5 separate regions of the Mus musculus genome follow, and regions 1, 2, 3 and 4 are each linked to region 5. A link is a contact called in public HiChIP or PLAC-seq and promoter capture Hi-C data. All regions are on one chromosome and are shown on one strand. The core of a region is the stretch at or near the end of the contact, and the rest is flanking DNA. Distances in the headings are between cores, read along the strand shown. Region 1 holds the start of Slc6a2 (solute carrier family 6 (neurotransmitter transporter, noradrenalin), member 2). Region 2 overlaps Fto (fat mass and obesity associated). Region 3 overlaps Fto (fat mass and obesity associated). Region 4 overlaps Fto (fat mass and obesity associated). Region 5 holds the start of Irx5 (Iroquois homeobox 5).

Region 1 (2,700 bases), core at 68-2,567, 600 kb after region 5:
CTGTTAAAAATCTGCAGCCCTGCTTTTCCCATCCATTTCCTTACTTTGCTTTACCTGCCTTCGGCCCATACCGCACCAATCTTCTCGCCCAGAATAAGTATTTATTTATGTGTTTCCTGTCTTGCTCCTGTTTCCGGAACCAAACAACGGGCTCTTTGAAGATGTTGTCCACTTGTGGGAAGCTGTAAAGGCGTGATTTGGCGTTAGGGAGGTATTTTTGAGAATGATTATTTATCAGTTCTCAGCCTTATAGATCAGGGTCACAGACTCCAAGAACAGGGTCACAGTCTGGCCGCAAATAGAGCCAGGAATAAAATCTCGGGCTATGACCTTTCCATCAGCAGAGTCCGCCAAACAACACTGCCCCAAAGGCCCAGCCTGCAGGCCACCAGTCACAATCCTTATCTGAAGCACCAAGTTTCCCTGTTGCTGGTGGAGAAAACTCTCACCAAGTAGGTTAAGTGGTCTGGGTGTATGACAACGCTGGTGTCACTGGGGTGGTGGGTACTTCCCCTATCCTTACAACCCCCCTTTGACAGACTTAACCCGAATTCTGGGAATCTGTCCCTCTCTTCATCTGTCCAGAGGTCAGAGCCAGGTGTTTGGGGGAGCTGCCTGCGCTACTTTTGCCAAAAAAGAAAAAAAAAAAAAGTCAGAGATGGTGCTAAGCCAGGTCCCCGCGAGTCCCTGGGAGTCCGGCTCCCGCCACCCCGGAGCCCATGGGAGCTGCGCCCCCGCCTCTGCCAGTCCCGGCCACGCTGTCAGTCTGCATTAGCGCTAACAGGCTCCAGACCGAGCGGGCTGGGCGCGGGGCTAATGCAATAGGCGCGTTACCTGGGGCACAGGCTACATTACCAGGTCGGCCTCCTCCTGGCGCGGCCAGAGCCATCCAGCCCGCGTCCTGCCGGCCACCCCGTGCCCGCAGCGCTCCCAGGGCCCCGCCTGAGTGCCACGCGGCGGAGCCCAGCCGGGGCTGGAGCCCGGGATCCCCGTGCTGTCCGCCACGTGAGTGCGCTCTGCGCGCGGGACCGGTAAGTGTGCGGACCGGCTCCGAGGCACATCGTGAGTGGCTGCACCCTCTAGAGTGTCCCTGAAGGTTCCTAGTGCTGTCGGAGGGCGCCCCCCGGAGCTGGGAGGGCCCTTGAGTCAACTCTGGTCCCTCAGGGCCCGCAGGAAACTTGGCATTTAGGGGAGGGGAGAAAGTGAATGATCCAGGTAGACCTCGGTGGGCTCTTTAGCCCGACCCACAGGGCGGCCCGAGGAGGTCCCCACCTATAAATTCTGTCCCAGTCGGACGCGCGTCACAACTCAGTCTCCAAAAATTCCCAACTCAGGCGCTCCTTTTCTTGGAAGCTGGGAGTCCGCTCAGCCCTAAGATCCTGACGTCTGGGCTCCCCTGGGTGGTCTCAGTTTGTGCAAACGGGCGGCAAGCCTTGTTGACTGCTTTTTCTCCTTTCATACAAGCAGAACTTTGGTGTGTCCCCAGAACCTCCGAAGTCCCTCTCTCCAGCCGCACCCATGCTTCTGGCGCGAATGAATCCGCAGGTGCAGCCGGAGCTCGGCGGGGCGGACCCGCTGCCTGAGCAGCCCCTGAGGCCCTGCAAAACCGCCGATCTACTAGTGGTGAAGGAACGCAACGGAGTCCAGTGCCTCTTGGCGTCCCAGGACAGCGACGCTCAGCCCCGGGAGACTTGGGGCAAGAAGATTGATTTCCTGCTGTCCGTGGTGGGCTTCGCTGTGGACCTGGCCAACGTGTGGCGGTTCCCTTATCTCTGCTACAAGAATGGTGGTGGTGAGCACAGGGTTGGCTGAGGCTTTTGGACTTGGGATGCTGCCTGTTCTTGTGGCGTTGGCTGGGGAGGGAGCAGGGATGCACATGGAGGAGAAGAGGAGACGCAGGAACGAATTTAGTGTGCAGGAAAGAACTCTTAAGAGTACCTAGAAATAGGATTGGAGTGTTCTCCGTTAGGGAAATAGAGGCAGGACCTTGAACAGTAGTAGGCACAGGGGCTCAAGGACAGAATAGAGGGCATCCGGTTGGGTGAGGAATTCAGAGTCAATGCTGCGGTACAGAAAAGGGGAGTAGAGATCAGTAAGTTCTTTAAAGGGTTCCAGAAGAGTTTGGGATAGTCCGGCCGGACACAGGATGATGGTAACTCTAGCACTCAGCCTTGGAACTCAGACACTAGGCTAGATAAAACGAGAGCCCTTGGATCACCAGTGGGCTACAGGAGTAAGTGTACACAGCCTTTGCGAGATCAGGACACTAGATGTCGAGCTGAGCTGGGCCTTGAGGCAGGAGTCCTGGGAGACTGGAGTGTCCTGTTCCGCTTTGCAAGCTCTGGTCAAGTTGTGAAGCCCAGCGCATGCGAACCTAGAAAAGACACCCAGCAGACAGCTCTTTTGTCCTCTTCCTGATGAGCTGTCATTTTACCCATCTGCCCTGGAATGGGATCCCAGAGGTCACATCCAGCACAATGGAAGAAACCTCAAACTCCTTTCTGAAGGGCTTGGAGCCTAGCATGGCCAAAGCACCCCAGCCCCACCATCTTTACTCAGATACAAGTTCAAGAGTGCCCTGCACAGAGCCTAGGGGTGTAAGCTTCTAGAGGAAGGTATTGGCCTGCCCTGGGTCACCCTGCCATGTATTAATTCTGTCTCAGAATTTAAGTCAGTTGGAGGCAGGGGTCTAGGGGCGTG
Region 2 (2,700 bases), core at 61-2,560, 790 kb before region 5:
ATAATTGGTTACAAAATCACAGCGGCAAGACTCCGCTTGTCCCTCACAACCATGTTCTCAGTCGTTGTGAAACTTTATGGACATTCTTTACACAGAGTGAACAGCAGAGGACAAGAGACCAAGCCAAAACCCTGGATGAAAGACTCGGCTAGACAACGGAAGGTTCTTGAATTGTGTTTCCTGTCCTCTTCACAGATACAGCTCATTTCTCTTGTGGATCCAGAGTTGGGAACTGGTAGTGTGTTTCACCACAGGGGTAGGATGACCAAATGTGAAGAAGAAAACTAAGTAAATCCCACCCTAACCTTTGAGTGCACGGGGCCCACTTGGGTCTAAAGTACCACATTCACCAAAGAAAGGTGATGGGTGGCCACGTGCCCGTCTTTGCAGCCCTACTATCCACCATTAAGTTAAGATACTGTCTGAGATGCACAAGCCAGCCACGCAAGGTTGACACTTCCTTTTCCAGCTCCCAACCTCATGACTGTCAGACTTGTCATCTTTTCCCTCCTAGAGAAAGGGCATCTGATGGATAAAATGAGGCTACCTATATATTTTTTATCTTATTTTTATTTTGTTTTTGCTGTGCGTGTGATAGAGCTTGGGGCCTCACACATGCAGGCAAGCTCTCTGCCTCTGAGCTCCGTCCACAGTCTGTGTTTATAGTTGGGAAGGGGTGTGTGTGTGTGTGTGTGTGTGTGTAAGACCTTAAATAGGATGCTAAATTTAGAATCTGTCCATGTAGGAAACTTCTTGGTTCAGGTTCAGCAGGGATGGTCCCTTTAGTTTTGAAAAGTCTTAAACATTTCAGACCCACAAAACAGGCAAACAAACAAAGCCAGATTTAGAGCCTTTATTTTGTTTTATTTTACTTTATTTTATGTTTGCAGTCCTGACTAAACTTGAGTAAAACTGGCCCGTCTGGTTTAGAAGAGAAAGCTGAGTGGGAGCGTCTGCAGCTTGCACTCCTGTTCCAAGTCCTGTGCGTTGGCTGACAGACAGTTCTGATCCCGAGATAAGCTCACGGGGCGCTGATACTCCAGCACTCTTAGTCCACTTAAAACAAAACCACTGTCACCAAATACCGGAAATTCGCTTTAGTTAAAAATGTGGTTGAAATAGAAAAGGCAAGGCTCGGGCCAGGCATCCATCCTCTACCACCCCCACCCCCCAGCAGGGTCAGGTTGAAGAGTTGTCTAGAGCTCACTGTTGAGCTCATATCACTGTTGGTGATATGTTGTCCCCTGCTCCTTTGTGAGAGCTAACCTTGCGCTCAGTGGGCACCAGGGCTGAGGATCATCCCAAATGCCCTGGATATCTGAGGAGCCTTTGTGTGGCGCAGGAAGGGCCCTGTCATGAATATGCAATCAGCAACACTGTGTTGTGTCCTAGAAATACAAAAAGGAGACTCTGATCTCGAAGTTGGGAGCTGCTTTCTGATCCCAGCCTCACAGGATCTGCTTAGAACTCTAATCAGGCTGATTGTATTGCCTTGGAATTCTAATTTCCAATTTAGGGTTTGCTATGTAATCTCTGGTAGAGTGTGTCTAATCGTCCTGAACCACACAGCCTTCTGTAAATGCTGTAGGTTTTCTTCCCTGTGTCTAGGCTGCGGCAAACTCTGCAGTGAGGTCTAGCTGGGGAGACCATAGATTACTGAGTAAGCTGAAGACTGCATTGGTGTGTCACTCTGTCTTTTCTGAAAGACCAACTCAAATTCTGTCTCCTGTAGCTTTGATCCTTTTCATGTAATTCTAAGTACACTTGTCATTATAGTAACTGTTGTTTGTATGTTATTTTAGCTTTTTACTTAAGTAGCTATTTAGCAATTTAAATGAAAACGTAATTAGGTTACATCTGTTTTACATGCATGTAATACCACACAGATGTACACTTCTATTAAAGCCATATTTTCTTTCTGGCAAGAAAAGGCAAAACCAGAATTGTGCCAATCATTAGAATGTGTCTTGGTCTTAAAATAAAGGGAGCACACGCCATTCACAGAAGGGCTGCTTATTTCCATAAGGTTGAGAGTCATTAGCTTCTGTGATTTGAAGAGTGAAAATATCAAGTAATAAGCAAACTTCACTCCAGTTTAATCAGATACAGGGTTATAAACAGTGTTAGCACCCTCCCAGGCCACGGGCAGAGAGCGTGGGAATAAATGCCCATCTCCATGTAACAAACTGGCTCTCTAGGTCCGCACGCAGTGTAAAAGTCTCAAGGAACAGCCAAGGTTCTAGCTCAGCTTTAAACCAACTGCAGTGAGCCGCTGTGCTGTGCCTGTCTCTGTTATTCCAACAAAATAAAAGCAAAACACACCCAGGGGACTAACGAGCGTCCAGGTACTTTGAAGAGTATGAAGCGTGATTGCCAGAGAGTTCCATTAATACACAAGCTGAAATCAGCATGAACAATGAGCCCCTCAGATACTCCGCATTCTTGTATGTACAGTGGGGATTGGACTGAGAAAATTAATTTTCCTGTTTAGGGAACTATCACCTCCTTTACAGCCTGTTAATAGGATTTATAAAACATCATGTCAGACAGTCATTTATCTTGTTTGCTAACTCGACACATTTGGACTGTCTGGAACTGGGTTAACACTTTAAGAGTTGCCCACTTGCGCTGTATATGCCTCTTAAAATTGTGGCCGTTATAACACCAATAAAATATTTTCATATAACAACTCCCCACCCG
Region 3 (2,700 bases), core at 158-2,657, 930 kb before region 5:
ACGGAGTCCCGGAGCCAAGAAGGCTCCCGTCGGCGCCTGTGCCACAAACCTCTCAGGCCGGGCAGACCCCCGTGCTCTCACCAGGAAGGTTGCCGGCTGTCTGGAGCTGAAGATGGCGCCGCCCAGAAGCTCTGTGGCTCTTGCCGGGAAGGTGGCTGGTTGTCTGGAGCTGAAGATGGCGCCGCCCCAGAATCTCCGCGACTCTCGCCCGTCCCAGAAACGGCTGGCACTCTGTATTCCACACGGTCACCCGTGCAGCCTGCCCTCCGCGGAGTCCCGGAGCCAAGAAGGCTCCCGCCGGCGCCTGTGCCACAAACCTCTCAGGCCAGGCAGACCCCCGTGCTCTCACCAGGAAGGTGGCCGGCTATCTGGAGCTGAAGATGGCGCCGCCCAGAAGCTCTGCGACTCTCGCCCGTCCCAGAAACGGCTGGCACTCTGTATTCCACACGGTCACCCGTGCAGCCTGCCCTCCGCGGAGTCTCGGAGCCAAGAAGGCTCCCGCCGGCGCCTGTGCCACGTCCCTGTATTTTCAATTGTGAATTCCATACCGGCAGAGAGCTTAATGGTGGCAGGATTTCCATATTGTCACTTCTGTGGTCCACCAGCAACTTTATATTTGTAAATACTTGTCTTTCCACACCTGTTCAGATACGTGAAGGTCAGACAGTCCTCTGTGCCTAAGGCAATCTAAGAGATGGAGCAGGTGTTGTCTCACTGCTGATTGGTTGTAATAAAGAGCTGAAGGCCAATAGCTGGGCCAGGAAGTATGAAGGCGGGACTTCCAGAGAGAAAGAGTGAAGCTGGGAGATGAGAGCCGAGAGAATCCAGAGACTTGGAAGGGAGTAGACTGGGATTAGAGCGGTGCAGGAAGGTGAAGAGCTAGCCTTGTGGCAGGTCACAGTGCTAGAACGGTCCAGTTAAGTCAGGCAGTAGATGGGGAACTGCTCCAGCAAAAGGCCCAAGCTTTAAACTGTAGAATTCTCTGTGCATTATTTATTCCACAGGTAGGTCTTTGAAAGTCCTGCTTTCTGTTATTAGTTGTCATTTCCTAAAGTTTACACAAGTGAAATGATGTATATAGTCTTTTAAAATGTTTTTGGCCTGAAAGTCACTTGGCATAATTATTTTAAGGCTTATCCATATTTTTTGAGTATCAGTAGTTCAGTCCTGTTGTACTTTCTTCTCTGTTATGGTATAATTATTATGCATGCAGGTTGCTACATAATTATTTAAACCATACACCACTCAGTCACTGCATTGAAGTTGCCGCTGTTCATCTACAGAATTCTTTCATTACTCCATCCTAACTCAAGAGTCTCTCTTCCTTCAGCCCCCAGTAACCACTGTTCTACTGTCTGTCTGTATCAATTTTGGTAGAGTGCCTCAGTTGTAAAAACAAAATTCCTATGAGGTTACAGCTGGCCTTGTTCAGCTGTTATCAGTCAGCCACAAAGGAATGTTTGCTGAGATTGTCTTGCCTTAGCAAACAATTCCGGGAAGGAGAGACCACAGACCTGCACATTGTCCCCCCATGGCTGCATTCGTTTCTCATTCTTAAGCCCCTCATTCGCCTCTACAAAATGTTCCAGCTTGATTTTCTCCCCCTTGCAGGCTCCTCCGTTCCATTCTCTTTGGAGACAAGTTTCCCCTGGCTGTGTGTGCTAATACCCAGCCTCATGTGTTAAGGGCAGACTCTGGTCTCTTTCCTGCCTTTTGTCTATGACACACTGCATTCTCACATCTAACTGCTCTAGGTAGCTTGTTTAAGTAAAATCATAGATTTGTCCTTTTCGTTTATTTTATTGAACATACTTCCTATGTGTGTCAGAGTTTTTCAGAATTCCATTCCTTTTTATGTCTGCATACTATTCACTTGTATGTGTGTGTGTTGCATATACTATATAGGTACACTATATATGTACATATAATGTATAGGACTATCCTGGTTCATTTTTGGCTCTTGTTTTGTTTTGTTTTGAGACAGTTCCTTATCATAGACCCTTAGCTGGCCTGCAGCGTACTGTCCAGGTCAGGCTAGCCTCGTATAGACACCTTCCTGCTTCTGCAGAGTGCTAAGATAAAGGGTGTGCCACCATGCTCAGGACCCTGGTTAGTTTTTATTGTCACCTTGACACAACCTAGAGTTGCCTGGGAAGGGGAGCCCTCCATTGAGAGTCTGCTTAGATCATGCTGGCCTGTGGGCGTGGGCGTGGGCGTGGGTGTGGGGACTTTGGTTGATGGATAATGAATGTGGGGGAGTCCCTATCCTATCCACCGTCCTATCCACAGATGGTCCTGTGCTGTATAAGAAAGCTTAACTAAGCTTAAATCCGTGAGCCAGGCAGCAAGCAGCATTTCTCCACACTTTCTGCTTTAGTTCCTACTTGAATTCCTGCTCTGACTTCCTCCATGGTGAACTTTGACCTGGAAGTGTAAGCTGAAATAAATCCTTCCCCTCTAAGCTGCTTCTGGTCACGGTGTGTCACACAACAGAAACCATACTAGGTCACATTCAGCGTATTCAGTCCCTTACTGATAACTATTCAGGTCATTTCCATCTTTGTTTTATGAATATTACTCTGACGGTTTTAAGTTTGTGCTTTTACTCTTCGGTGTCTATTGTGTACACAGAGGTGGAATTGGATCAAATGATAATTCTCTGTTGCTTGTTTGCTTCCTTTTGGAGAACTCCATTCTGTT
Region 4 (2,700 bases), core at 106-2,605, 760 kb before region 5:
CCTTTTACCTGACAACAAGGGTGTGTCCAGGGAAGTGACAGAACTCAGAGGAATCTGTTATAATTGGCAACATAGTGTACAGAGACAGAAGATAAATCTAGTTTATTGTTTTTTCGAGACAGGGTTTCTCTGTGTAGCCCTGGCTGTCCTGGAACTCACTCTGTAGACCAGGCTGGCCTCCAACTCAGAAATCCGCCTGCCTCTGCCTCCCGAGTGCTGGGATTAAAGGTGTGCGCCACCACTGCAGTTTATTGTTACATATTACTGACTACAGCTTTTTCATGAGCCACTAAAACCCCATTTTACTGAGTCTGGCCTTCTCCTTGTCGTTTATAGCATCATATGTTACATTTGTTCAGTCTGACTGAGTAACCAAGGCTTCAGCTGTACACTAATTTTTGCCGTATATTAGTGTTTAAAGTTCTAATGTAAAATCCTAAAGCAGTAAGTTTTGAACTGGGAATGTAGCTCAGTGAGAAAAACACTTACCCAGAAGGTGCAAGGCCCTGGGTTCAATCCCCAGCACGGATGCTGATGGTTGGTGGTGGTAGTGATGATGGTGATGACAGTGAGGGTGGTGATATTTTACTTACATACTGACAATGGTGATTTTATGGGTCTGTTACCAGTCTTCAATCTTGTGCCTGCTCTGTTACCAGTATAAGATACTTCATTTTAGAAAGCTTGAACGTTCTAAAAGAGTTCAAGAAAATATTTTTAAATTTATATTACTTTTATTTACTGACTTATGTGGGGGTTGGAGACACAGGTGTACCACGTAGAGTCGGAGGACAACTTGCAAGACTAGGTTCTCTCCCTCTATCACGTGAGGCCAGGGAATCAAACTCACGGTGTTAGACGCGGCAGCAAGTGTTTTCCTCCCCGACCCATCTTCTAGCCCAAGAGAGCAAGCTCAGTTTCCGCCAAAGCGCAGCTCAGTTACCAACGTCAACACCCTATGGCCTATTTAAATCAGATAGCCAAATAAACTAATGAGCAAGGTGCTGCCTGTGAAGAGTCCATCTGGCATGCAGTTGTGGAATCTGGACCACCAGGGAACAGTCCAGAAGAGTCCAGGAAGAGCCGCCTCCCTCCCAAGATGTCACGTTCTGTGTGAAATTCATGTGGAGGAAACCTGTTGAGACTGTTAGTGGGTCTCGTACGCTAGAAGTGACTTCTCAACTTCACACACACACACACGCACATGCACACACACATTCGCTTCCCTGGCCTGACGACGTGAGCCCAAGCCACACTCGTTGTGGCCTGGATGATTTAGGCCAGGGTGAGTGGAGACCGACCTAATTAGACTCCCGGTGTAATTACACAGGCAGTGTCCGGCAGCAGTGCCCGTCTGTTAATTAACTTCTGTGCTGAATAGGCAGTCGCACCTAAACAAAGAGCAATTCACGGAGGAAGTGTCCAGTCTTTGTTCTGCCTTTAGCATTTCTTTGGCCAAAGTCGTCTTTCCTGTTCCCTGTTTTATGTAGTGGAGACTTGAGAGGTAAGGCCAGCTGTTTACAGGAAAAGTTCACACTTTCTCTGCCTGCCCCACCCCCACCCCCATCATTTTGGTATGTTCTTTTGTCCTGTTAGATTTGTGCTTATTTATGCATGACTGTCACACTTGTGGCTCTCTTGGTCATTCTTCTCTGCCACGCCCTTCTGTTCTCCATCTGGGAAGAGAGGGAACCTGATTGAAACTTGGGTTCACCTGTCATCCCATCGACTTCTGTGTGCCCCAGGCTGCCTCCAGTGACCTGTTTCTGGCTGCCAGTGGCAGAATGGGAAAGGCAAGAGTGTTCAAAGCCATCAGTGAAGTGCAGTGTGGAGAGCGTGTGTTACTCTCCCAGCGCTCCCCTGCTTCCCAAGATGGAAAAGCCCTGTTTTTAGGTTCCACTTCCCTCACACTCTTTCCGTGTCGGCTTCCTCCCATTTTATTTCCCTGCTAATGTGGCAGAGTAGGACCACCTGGCTCAAGGTGGGAAAATGAGTGGTATCATTCTAGAATTCTCTCTGTCAGCACATGAGATTCTTAGAGAATCTTGCATTCTATAAGGACTTACCAGATAAGGACTTGCCAGAAGCACTAAGACCTGATCAATCGCATGCCGTTTTCATCATCAAGACTTCTCATCAGCTTCGAGAATAAAAGAATAAATGATTCCATTTTACTGCCCAGCACTAACAATTGGCTGTCTAGTGGAGCTCAGTCTCCATTGTTTACTTATTTTTCCCCCCTTACATCATCCTTTATCATAAGGATTCTCTAGCTTCCTAATGCTGGAGCCCTTTTATATAGTTCCAACCATAAAATTATTCTGTTGCTACTTCATAACTGTAATTTTGCTACTGTTATGAATCCTAATGTAACTATCTGACATGCAGGATATCTGATATGCGACCCCTGTGATAAGAGGAGTTTGACTCCCCCCACCCCTGCCCCCAAGGGTCAGGACCCACAGGTTGAGGACCACGGCTTTGCTGTTAGCACTACAGCAATTGATATTGACCAAGCACCTAGCTCTGTACAGTTGCTTTCTAACATCAAGAATACAGACAAACTAAGACATAAGCCTTGTCCCTGAAGAGTTTGCCATCAGCCTAGGAAAATAAAACAAACAAAAAAAGGCACATGAAAGTAAGATGCTACCAGAGGCATAGGAACAGCCCCAGAGGCCTTCGGAGTGAGACAGCACA
Region 5 (2,700 bases), core at 66-2,565:
ATTGTTACGCTCCAGCCTGCGCGTGGCTGGGTTGTGAAAGGCCACAAAATGCTTGATGTGTGGTGTGTGCACTCTGCCGCCGGCGGTCCTGGTTTACCAGCGCCCCTGTCTGTCCCAAAGCTTCAGTGCGTTTGTAATTTGCGGCGGCGGGAGGTGGAGACCAGGGACTAGGGTCTGTTTTGCCTTCTCACTGTGTGGCCGTGGGGGGTTTGGGGAGGGGGTGTTCCGAGAACTCTGCCTGGGACTCTGTGGTGTGTGTTTGCCGGGCCAGCGCCTCGCTGAACAAACAGCGGTTGGGTTGGACACTGTTCACTGCCCAGTGTTTGCAGTGGAACTGGGGCGGGGGCGAGCGAGGGTGGAAGGCGACTTAGTGGAACAAAAGGGGCGAGACCCCACACCCTCCGGCTCCACAGACCTGACGGGGCAAGCTGCTCGTGGCTAGACATGAGAAGCAGGCATCGCTACTTGGGATGGCAAGGGGCCGGGGGCGTCTGGGGGACCGACTCGGGTAGAACAGCTTCTCCGTCGGGCACTTCTTGCCCACTGCCTTCCTCGTTCCAGAGAAAAGTCACACCCCCAGCCAGAGACCCCAGAGTCTCCTCTCTAGCCTCTTCTCGTCGTCTGCCAGGGATGGGTGGAAGGAAGGGCTAGCGGGGCCCCTTCTACTTAGGCCTGGCTCTTGCCCACCTGCTGCAGTTGCTGGCGCAGAAAGGCGGTCATCTCGGCCTCGCTGTGCCCTGAGCGCCGGCATCCATCGACTCTCCCTGGGATCTGAATTCCAGGTCTCCAGCTCAACCTAGAGACCTCCGGCAGGAGGGAGAAGCCACTGTGGAGCGTGGAGGGAGAAAAACCACCTCCCAGCCCAGCTCTCGGGAGAACAAGACGTCCGCCAACTTCGCTATTCGCACTGGCGAGGAGGGCGCAGAGCGTTCTCCCGAGCGCAGCCCGCTGCATCTTTCCCTTTGTGTTCCCGAACGGCCCGAGCCAAGACTAAGGCCAGTTGTACGTCGAGATTGCCGCTCCGCCCAGAGTTAGCAAAAGGAGAGCAAAGTTGGAAGCGATCGGCGCGCTTGGGATGTGATTGTCATCCTGGGGCCGGCGCTCGAGAGTCTGAGAAAGAGAGAAGGAGAGGAAGAGTCGGGAGGGAGGAGGGGGAGGCCGGGCAGAGGAGGAGAGGGGGGTGGCGGAGGAGAGGCGGGCGCTAGGGAGGGGCGAGGGGAGCGCCAGTGAGCGGGAGAGGAGCCGGGGAGGAACAGGGAGAGGGCGAGACGCGCCTGGCGGCCGGGTTGGCTGCCGCCGGCCAGAGGCTCCTGCCAGTCCCCCCACCGACTACACCCCGGGAAGGAGGAGCTTCGCGCGCACACAAGGCGTCAGAATCCTCAATTTCCAACTTAGCATCTTGGCAGGACCTTTGCAAAGCCAAAAGCAGAGCCCCCCGGTGCAAAGAGCGAGGGAGGGGGGTGGGGGGAGAGAAAGCCTAGCCCGGGCAAGCGGGGCGCGCAGAGGAGCGGGCGCGGCGGTCGCAGCCAGAGGCGCGCGGGAAGCCAACCAGGAGGCGCCGCGGGCCGGAGCCCGGGAGCCGGGGCTCGAAGAGCTGCGGCCCGGGGCAGCCAGAAGCCAGGTGCCCTCTCGCTCGCCCTCGCAGGGCGCCGCCCGGCTCGTTGGCCGCCGCGGCGCGGCGCGCCCCATGCCCGTGTGTGGCCATGTCCTACCCGCAGGGCTACTTGTACCAGCCGTCCGCCTCGCTGGCGCTCTACTCGTGCCCCGCATACAGCACCAGCGTCATTTCGGGGCCCCGCACGGATGAGCTCGGCCGCTCTTCTTCGGGCTCCGCGTTCTCGCCCTACGCTGGCTCCACTGCCTTCACGGCTCCCTCGCCCGGCTACAACTCGCACCTCCAGTACGGCGCCGACCCCGCGGCTGCGGCCGCCGCTGCCTTCTCTTACGTGGTGAGTGTGAGCTGGGTCCGAGGCGGGCGGGCGGGCGGGCGAGCGAGCGGGCAGCCGGGGCCAGGCCTGCAGAGCCCGGTTGCGGTGGACACGGGCCTAGGCGCCACCTCACCCGCCAAGCTTCGCGGCCCTTGCAAACTTGAGCAATTGTCTAATTCAGCTTCACTCGAGCCGCGGGCTCCGGAGTGGCTCTGGCGAAAGCCGCGTCTTGCTGGGATCGCCGAGCTGAAGGGAAGGCTTTGGGGCGCGGGGAGGGGGGGGGATTGATTGGTCTTTACTATAAAGAACGGCATTTGGCTCAAAGCTCTGGGACAACCCGCAAATTTCTTCTTCTTCTTCCTCCTCTTTCTTTTGGTTTTGCCATGTTGGAAAAAGTAGTTCAAAAGAAGCCGACCGGAATTCCAAACAGTAGTAGTGTGCTAAATCTATGTAAATGTGTTTGGCCTCGCCTTTAATTAATCCCCAAAATGTTGCAAATCCGTAATCCTATCTTCGCAATCCGATTTGGAAGTATTAAATTTCTGAAACGGCCAGCGAGATGCGGTGTATCCGGGTTTTTACGGCGGGGTGTGATTTCTGGAAAAGCGCAACGGCTTCGGTTAGGGATAGCATTTTTAGACCGTCGGTGTGCAAGCTAAGGCTCAGCTTGTCTATCGCATTTCTTTGAAGATTAAAGAAAGAGCCTTTCCTTCCCTTGTTGTACCCCTTGCGCCCAACATGCGGCCGCTCTGGAGCAGAGCTCTGAGTTGTT

What was found. Promoter capture Hi-C pulls out the DNA fragments that hold promoters and counts their contacts. HiChIP or PLAC-seq counts read pairs in DNA pulled down with a chosen protein or histone mark.
Region 1: a promoter capture Hi-C map of embryonic stem cells shows a contact between it and region 5, with 2.6 times the contacts expected there. The contact joins the promoter of Slc6a2 here to the promoter of Irx5 in region 5. A contact is called at or near these places in 2 of 39 promoter capture datasets (the C10 cell line and embryonic stem cells), 2 of 484 Hi-C or Micro-C datasets (both in embryonic stem cells) and 1 of 115 datasets of contacts at active chromatin or transcription factors (embryonic stem cells).
Region 2: a contact with region 5 is called in an H3K27ac HiChIP or PLAC-seq map of oligodendrocyte precursor cells, with 10 times the contacts expected there. The contact joins the enhancer-like site here to the promoter of Irx5 in region 5. A contact is called at or near these places in 8 of 39 promoter capture datasets (3T3-L1-derived adipocytes, HPC-7-derived erythroid cells, the SN4741 cell line and 5 more), 2 of 484 Hi-C or Micro-C datasets (cardiomyocytes and nephron progenitors), 20 of 115 datasets of contacts at active chromatin or transcription factors (the 230-238 cell line, the NIH/3T3 cell line, astrocytes and 15 more) and 1 of 9 other capture datasets (embryonic stem cells).
Region 3: a contact with region 5 is called in an H3K27ac HiChIP or PLAC-seq map of extraembryonic endoderm stem cells, with 8 times the contacts expected there. The contact joins the enhancer-like site here to the promoter of Irx5 in region 5. A contact is called at or near these places in 1 of 39 promoter capture datasets (the SN4741 cell line), 11 of 115 datasets of contacts at active chromatin or transcription factors (the 230-238 cell line, craniofacial prominence, embryonic hindbrain and 6 more) and 1 of 9 other capture datasets (embryonic stem cells).
Region 4: a promoter capture Hi-C map of embryonic stem cells shows a contact between it and region 5, with 4 times the contacts expected there. The contact joins the enhancer-like site here to the promoter of Irx5 in region 5. A contact is called at or near these places in 17 of 39 promoter capture datasets (the 3T3-L1 cell line, 3T3-L1-derived adipocytes, the HPC-7 cell line and 11 more), 14 of 115 datasets of contacts at active chromatin or transcription factors (the NIH/3T3 cell line, astrocytes, craniofacial prominence and 8 more) and 1 of 9 other capture datasets (embryonic stem cells).

What each region holds. Positions count from the first base shown.
Region 1 is chr8:92,959,730-92,962,429 of GRCm38.p6, forward strand. It overlaps Slc6a2 (solute carrier family 6 (neurotransmitter transporter, noradrenalin), member 2), which reads left to right and starts at 1,318. Exons shown (of 14, transcript NM_009209.3): 1 at 1,318-1,792. The coding sequence starts at 1,519.
Region 2 is chr8:91,565,066-91,567,765 of GRCm38.p6, forward strand. All of the region lies in intron 8 of Fto (fat mass and obesity associated), which reads left to right. Among named protein-coding and RNA genes, the nearest start is that of 4831440D22Rik, 99 kb to the left of the region's middle. Within about 2 kb of position 1,311, at least 49 of the 459 cell types and tissues checked have an H3K27ac peak or open chromatin away from gene starts, as enhancers often do. A contact at or near this core is called in forebrain, neural progenitor cells, oligodendrocyte precursor cells and 1 more, where this site is marked.
Region 3 is chr8:91,423,219-91,425,918 of GRCm38.p6, forward strand. All of the region lies in intron 3 of Fto (fat mass and obesity associated), which reads left to right. Among named protein-coding and RNA genes, the nearest start is that of 4831440D22Rik, 43 kb to the right of the region's middle. Within about 2 kb of position 1,408, at least 29 of the 459 cell types and tissues checked have an H3K27ac peak or open chromatin away from gene starts, as enhancers often do. A contact at or near this core is called in extraembryonic endoderm stem cells, where this site is marked.
Region 4 is chr8:91,598,231-91,600,930 of GRCm38.p6, forward strand. All of the region lies in intron 8 of Fto (fat mass and obesity associated), which reads left to right. Among named protein-coding and RNA genes, the nearest start is that of Gm36325, 120 kb to the right of the region's middle. Within about 2 kb of position 1,356, at least 8 of the 459 cell types and tissues checked have an H3K27ac peak or open chromatin away from gene starts, as enhancers often do. A contact at or near this core is called in embryonic stem cells and trophoblast stem cells, where this site is marked.
Region 5 is chr8:92,356,481-92,359,180 of GRCm38.p6, forward strand. Irx5 (Iroquois homeobox 5) reads left to right here and starts at 1,316. Exons shown (of 3, transcript NM_018826.2): 1 at 1,316-1,949. The coding sequence starts at 1,704.